Regions from separate parts of the Triticum aestivum genome. Here region 1 is linked to region 2. The links are chromatin contacts, called in public Hi-C maps. All regions are on one chromosome and are shown on one strand. Each heading gives the region's core, a stretch centred on a gene start, on an enhancer-like site or on the middle of the called end of the contact. The rest is flanking DNA. Distances are from core to core; before and after follow the strand shown.

Evidence for each region. Hi-C and Micro-C count contacts between places; a contact is called where the count stands out from the background.
Region 1: a Hi-C map of leaf shows a contact between it and region 2, with 2.7 times the contacts expected there. The contact joins the promoter of LOC123144927 here to the promoter of LOC123141561 in region 2. A contact is called at or near these places in 2 of 5 Hi-C or Micro-C datasets (both in leaf).

Annotation. Positions count from the first base shown.
Region 1 is chr6D:329,507,508-329,510,793 of IWGSC CS RefSeq v2.1, forward strand. It overlaps LOC123144927 (WD repeat-containing protein 44), which reads left to right and starts at 1,394. Exons shown (of 7, transcript XM_044564199.1): 1 at 1,394-3,158. The coding sequence starts at 1,821.
Region 2 is chr6D:329,148,904-329,152,377 of IWGSC CS RefSeq v2.1, forward strand. LOC123141561 (ethylene-responsive transcription factor ERF054) reads right to left here and starts at 2,041. Exons shown (of 1, transcript XM_044560670.1): 1 at 201-2,041. The coding sequence starts at 1,843. The coding sequence ends at 470.

The sequences.
Region 1 (3,286 bases), core at 144-2,643, 360 kb after region 2:
ATGCCTCGTGGGCCATTGCTCCATCTTCTGATCCTCTCCCGAAGCTTCCGGGGTCTCTTATGTCCAGAAAAATCTCTAAAATGTTTTGTGACATTTGGACTTCGTTTCGTACTGATATTCTGAAAAACTAAAAACAGGCAAAAAACATCAACTGACACTGGGCACCAAGTTAATAGGTTAGTCCTAAAAATTATATATATAATTGCTTGTAAATGCATATAAAAAAAATCCAAGATTGATACTATAATAGGATGGAACAATAAAAAATTATAGATACGTTGGAGACTTATCAGACGACAATGTGGCGCTCAGGGGTGTGGCTGCATTTCACTGGAATCGGAGGTGCCCAGTGCTACAAGCGATACGTCAGGGAGCCGAAGACGGTGGCCACCTGTGCTGCAACCGGCAATCGTCGATGCTGGAGCGAGGTGATGACACAGAGGCCGATCGAACATGCTGCAACCGACAAAACATTGAGCTACAACCGACGAGTTGTTTTGCTAGGACAGACGTGATGCGACCGGGGATGGCGATCCATTTCTTTATGAAACTAGTTTTTTTTTATGGGACCGGCCGAAATTTTTGCTGCGAGCCATCGACGATGAGCCATTATTTTTGTTGGGATTGGCGAGTTTGTTGAAACCATGATTTGTTTTGTTGAAACCATGCATTTGTTTTGTTGGAACCATGCATTTTTTGTGTTTTATTGGACTATGGTATTGTTTTTCCGGAACCATGTTATTGTTTTGCTGCAACCGGCACAAACACTGTCCAAATTACGATCGACACGAGATTGCGCTGCAACCGTCGTCGGGGCTGCGGGAGGCAGTGGTCTTGCTTACGGTGACAACGACACACGACGATGACACGCGACGACTAGAGACCGGCATGCCACAACCGGCACTCAGACGCACTGGAATCGACATGAGGGCGAGCACGGGGCCGCGCGGGTTGCCGGCGAGCACATGGTTGAGGACAAGCGCGGAGCGAGTGCGACAACACGGGTTGCCGGCGAGCGCTGGTGGCGTGATTCCTACGAGTGTTGTGTTCAGATCGAAGACGAAGAGAGATTATCCAACATCCAACATGGCAGCACCGCGATCGGCCGAAATTTGGGCCGGTCGACCGGCGCATAGCATCCGCACAAAAAGGAAGGGCAAAACAATTGTACTACTGCTACGGCGAGCCGTGAATGCAATCATCTCGTCGCCTTGTCCACAGAGCGGCGTCATAAAAACACCAGCGACACGGCTGCGATCGGAAACGGCGCGGGCGGTTGTTACCCCTGTCGGACCGGACGGAACAAAATTTACTCCCTCACTGCCAGGTTGGCCCCGACGGCACCCGAATTTAACTCGCCCGTCCCGAGCGGAGAACGCTTCGCCTCTGCCTCTGCCTCCGCCAGTTACCACCGGGCAGTACACACACTACACAGTAGAAACCGGCAGGCAGTAACGACACCGCACCACCATCACCACCATGAGCGCAGGTGAGGGAGAGGAGAGGACATTTTACCGCGAGGACAGCAGCGACGGCGACGCGAGCGCCAACCACCCTTAAGTAAGACGGCGGGGGAAAGGAAAGGAGAGGATCAGGGAGGAGGGAGGCAACAGCGGGTCGCGATTAAGCTGTCGCGCGCGGCAGGGAGTGGCCAACTGCTGGATCTGACGCCACTTTGCTGCTACGACTTCGCCATCCCTCCCCTTCCCCCCCCCTCGCCTCGCCCACGCCGCCCCCTCCCACTGTCGCGCAATTCCTCGAGCACCCCGGGCGCGCGCGCGGCCCCGATCTCCGCGGCAGCGGCCAATGCCGGCGGCGCGATGAGCGTGGAAGACGAGGTGCTGGGGGAGGAGGGGGAGGAGGACACGGAGGAGCTCTTCTACGAGTCGCTCGACCGCATCCTCTCCTCCTCGGCCTCCTCCACCTCCGCCTCCGCCTCGGACGACGACGGCGGCGACCTCCCGCGCCGCAGCCGCCGCTACGATGCCGCCGCGCTCGACCTCTGGACCTCCCAGCCGGCGCCCATCCAGGAGCGCCGCCACCGCCTGCTCCAGCTGATGGGGCTCGCGGGGGACCCTTCCCTCGCGCGATTCGAGATGGGCCGATCCGCCTCCTACGACGATGTGGGACCGCGGCCGGCTTCTCCCGTCTCGCGGTCCAGATCGGACGGGGCCTCCACCGCGAAGCCTCCGGTTGGAGGCGGCCGTTTGCGCCCCACCTCGTCCGACGCATCAGATGCCAGTGCCACGCTGGAGGCGGTCGAGGAGGACCCAAGCTGCTTGATCAGGAACCTCGACGACGGCAGCGAGTTCGTGGTGAGGGAGGAGTCCGGGCTCCGCGAGGTTGGTACCGGCCGCCAACTTACCGTGGAGGAGTTCGAGCTATTCATCGGCCGCTCCCCCATCGTCCAGGAGCTCATGCGCCGCCAAAGCGTCACCAACTCCAACCCAAACTCCAATTCCCAAAGTGGCGCCTCCACCCCCATGGAGAGGTCCAGCTCCGGCTCCAGCAATGGCGGGGCACGTTCTAGGCGGCGCAGCAGCTGGCTCCACACCATCCGCAGTGCGGCTGGCTCCATGGTCACCTATTCACGTGACCGCCGCGGCGACGATAAGGACACGTCCTCAGAGAAGGGTGGCCGCCACTCCAGCTCGGCTACAGAAGACAGCCAGGATGGTGTTGCACGCCATGGTCCAGACCGTGTCAAGGTGCGGCACAACGGCAAGTCATACAAGGAGCTCACTGGCCTGTTCATGAACCAGCAGATACATGGGCACAAAGGGTCCATCTGGAGCATCAAGTTTAGTCCTGATGGGCGATACCTTGCAACTGCTGGAGAGGATTGCGTGATCCATGTTTGGGAGGTGTTGCACTCTGGAATGATGAAGGAGGAGAGGGAGGTGGAAGATAATGGGACCTGCAATCCTTTCGCTGCCATGGTATGTGATGAGTCACCGGAGCCAATGTTAGCATCTGTTGCTACAGAGGGCAGCCATTGGGAGAAGAAGCTGCCGGCAAAGGATCTGCACAGTCGGAGATCTGGGGGCTCAGACCAGCTGATGGTGCCAGAGCATGTGTTTGCACTGTCTGAGAAGCCTGTTATAACCTTCGCAGGGCATTTAAAGGATGTGCTTGATCTCTGCTGGTCCAAATCTCAGGTAAAGCTAACACGTTGTAGTCTTGCTTCAATTCAATGTGTGAATACTAGTTTTGAGTGTAAACTTGAGATGCAGAATGTGCTTTAAGTAGAATGAAGTTCAGAATGGACAATAGTCCCAGTGATTAG
Region 2 (3,474 bases), core at 791-3,290:
ACAATACATATAACTTGCATGGCAGATGTGGCACCCACATATATGGTTCAAAAATACTGCAGAAAACACAATTATTCAGGTAAGAACAAGAGGAGAGCATAAAAATCGTCTCCTCTTCCAGAACCTTTATTAGGAACCCTAAAGCCATACACAACACAACTAAAGATGCAGTAAACAACTAATGAGTACTAGCTATCTAATGTCTAAAACTCATCTTAGAATCATCACGGAAGGTTCTACAAGGATGGAGAATCAAATATAGTCCACCTTTGTCCCAGCCTATAAAATGCAGCCGGGGACTTCCTTGCTATTTTCAGGAGAAAATCGATCAGAGAGAAAAGAAAAGGTGATGAGATGTTCCTGCTATGTGATGATGCCACAAGCTGTCTGTTAAAAATCTGCAGCCTGTGTGCATCTCACAGCGTAGGTTGGTTCTGTGTGTGAGATGTTCAGATATGGGATTCTGTATCTAGTCCTTCCACATGAAGGGAGGACGAGGAGGAAGAGGAGAAGGGGGAGCGCCACAGGCCGTGCCTGTCCCTGCCGCCGGTGCCACGTGGGCTTCCGGCGCACTGGGGACGTAGTCCATGCCGGCCTGCTCACCGGCGAAGCGAGACTGGAGTAAGAGGCCATGAGCGCTGTCCATGTCGTAGTCCCAGACAGAGCTGCCCGGGCCCCACGCGCTGAACCATGCGTCGTCGGCGGGGCCCCAGACGCCGCCGGGGGTCACTGGAGCCTGCTGCATCATGGCCGTGCTGCCGTCGCTGCAATGTTGCTCTGCGTTCTGGAGCTGAGGATTTTGCTCTGGTTCCGGTTGGCCGTCCTGCTCTGCTGCGGAGAGCGGAGGTTTCGGTCCAGTGTTCGCTTGCCCGTCCGTGTGCTGTTGCTGCTGTTCACGCTGGAGCAGCAGCTGAGCTTGCTGCGCATGGGTTTCGTCCGGCGTCGGCGGAGCGGACGTGGAGGAGGAGGAGGCCGACGCCGCAGCGCTGGCGCTGGTGCGGCCGCTGCCGCCGGAGCGGCCTTTGCCGAGGAAGAGGTCGGGGAAGTTGAGCCGCGCGTTCTCGCCGCGCAGCTTGAAGGCCTCGCGATCGTACGCCATGGCCGCGTCCTCGGCGGTGTCGAAGGTGCCGAGCCACAGGCGCGTGCGGTTCCGTGGCAGGCGGATCTCCGCCACCCACTTCCCCCAGTGACGCTGGCGTACGCCGCGGTACAGCTTGGCCGGGCCAGGCGGCCGCAGCAGGTGCTGGTACAGCGCCGGCGGCACGACCCCGCCAAGCACGCCTCGCGGGCTCAGGTTCAGGGCCGCGCTCCAGTAGCGCAGCGCCTCCGGCGCCATGTACTGCGGCGGGATCAAGGCCGCCGCCGCCTCGAACTGCTGCTGCTGCTGCTGCTGGGCATCGCCGAAGGATATCATCTGCGGGTGCTGCGAAGGTGTGTGCTGCTGCTGCTGCAGCTGCTGCGGCAGCATCGGCTGTTGGTACAGGCTGGAGGAGTACCGCAACAGCTGCAGGAGCCTCGGGGCCGCCGCCGGGGACGGATCGTACGCGAACGGGAATATCTGCCGCGTCGACGACGCGTGGAGCGGCAAGGACGTCGCGGGCGGCGAGAGGGGGTTGGAAACAGAGGAGGAGTCAGGGGAAGCAGGAGCCGACGACAGCGAGGACACGGAGCGGCGGAGGCGGCAGTCGGGGCTCCGCATCTTCTTCAGCGGCGGGAGCAATGCGGCCGCCGGCGCGTCTTCTAAAACCGGCGCCAGCTGCTGCTGCTGCTTCTCCGCGGCCGAGCTCGCGGCCTTCCCCTTCCATCTCCGCTCGCGCCGGCCCCCACTATCCGCCGCATCCATTCCAACAACTCGCTCGATCGCGCGAATCCTCCGGTTGAATTTAACCCGGCCGCCGCCGCCGCCCAAGCAACTAACGTACGAGCTGTACAAAGCTGCGTGGCGAACGAGAGAAGCTGCGTGGCGAACGAGAGAAGCTGCGGGGCGCGCGTGCGCGGGGGAGGAGGAGGGGAGCCAATGGGGCGCGTTGTTCTGATCTGATTTGGAGAGATCGGCCGGCCGCGACGGGCTTATAAAGGTGGGCGGGCGAGATATTTTTGGAGAGCTCGGGGATGTTCCACGGGGGTGAAAACGAAAAAGGCGGTTGTCGCTGTGTGGCGCGAACGGGGTCGTGGACGGTGATCGGGCCCCACGCGCATTGACCCGTCAGCGAGCCCCTACCGGCGACACGGCGGACCTCGCGATGTGTGCGACGGCCGGCGGAGGCCCGCACGGATCGCGAGGCGTGCGCTGGAACGCGGACGTAGCTTTCGGTTTGGTGCCGCGGCTTTGCACGGACGGCACTGGCCTTGGAGTGATCCGTCCGTTGCTTTCCTTGCACTACAATCCCATCTCGGCCGGGGCCCCATTATTCATTCTTCTCGGCTCCAAAATCGACTTCTTGTTGCTAGGCTGACCGAGTAGGAGAATGCCTATCACTTCCAGTTGTTAAGCTGGTACCGCTTCTCCAATATTCCGACAGGTTTTTCTTCCAATCATTGAGTACTGTGTGCTCCATCTGCAATCAACGAGAGGAGCCCAGGTGTATGGTTTGCAGACGACGCAGGACTGGCGGAAGATCTTTGCATTTGCTACGGAGTACTACTAATAACAATTGCATGCATGGGGCTGCATATGCCGAAAGGCCAGTGGATTAGCTACTTTAACTAGTGAACCAATCGGCTTATCGTCTCAGAAAAGAACTGGCCGAGGAATTTCCCCCTAGTTTAGGACCTTGTCTTTTACTACTAAACTGTCTGTCTATGGTCCATTCTGGCAACACGTGCCGCTGCCAACCACGCCTTTTTCTCTTCCTGCGAATCTGATGCATGTTCGGTGATGTACTGCTGGGAATGGTGTGAAAGGCGTTCTGGAATGTTGATTCCGGCTATTGGTGTGTGAGTGTAACTTGTCACCACCTTTCGTAGTTACTTGGGAATTTCTCCTTTAAAATTACTCGTAGCTACGAAAAGATGCAAGGTGGCTGCAGGAATATTTTTCTGGGAACAACTGCGTGAACAATATACAGTATGTTCGTACAGAAACGATTCCTTCTCCTATACGCAACATAAGCAGAGCCAGAGATGAGATCACCATGCTTTAATCCCCGCAGCAAGCAACTCTTAAACTGCATAACAATGCGTTGACCACTTGATAGTGGCTAGTATTGTGAGAACGGCTGTATTAGTTTATTGTGCTCCGAGAATATGCTCGAGCGTATGAACCTCCTCCCAGTTTCGGTTCCAGCATTATGCTCATCAAATGCTCGAGCGTATGAACCTCCTCCCAGTTTCGGTTCCAGCATTATGCTCATCAGTGTCAGGCATGGCAGTATTATTGGAGGTTTAACTTTTACCTCATACTAGAGATTTTTGTTTTACGGACAAGACAGCGTGTCCTGCTGTATTATATTGTAAAAATAAAATATGGTACAA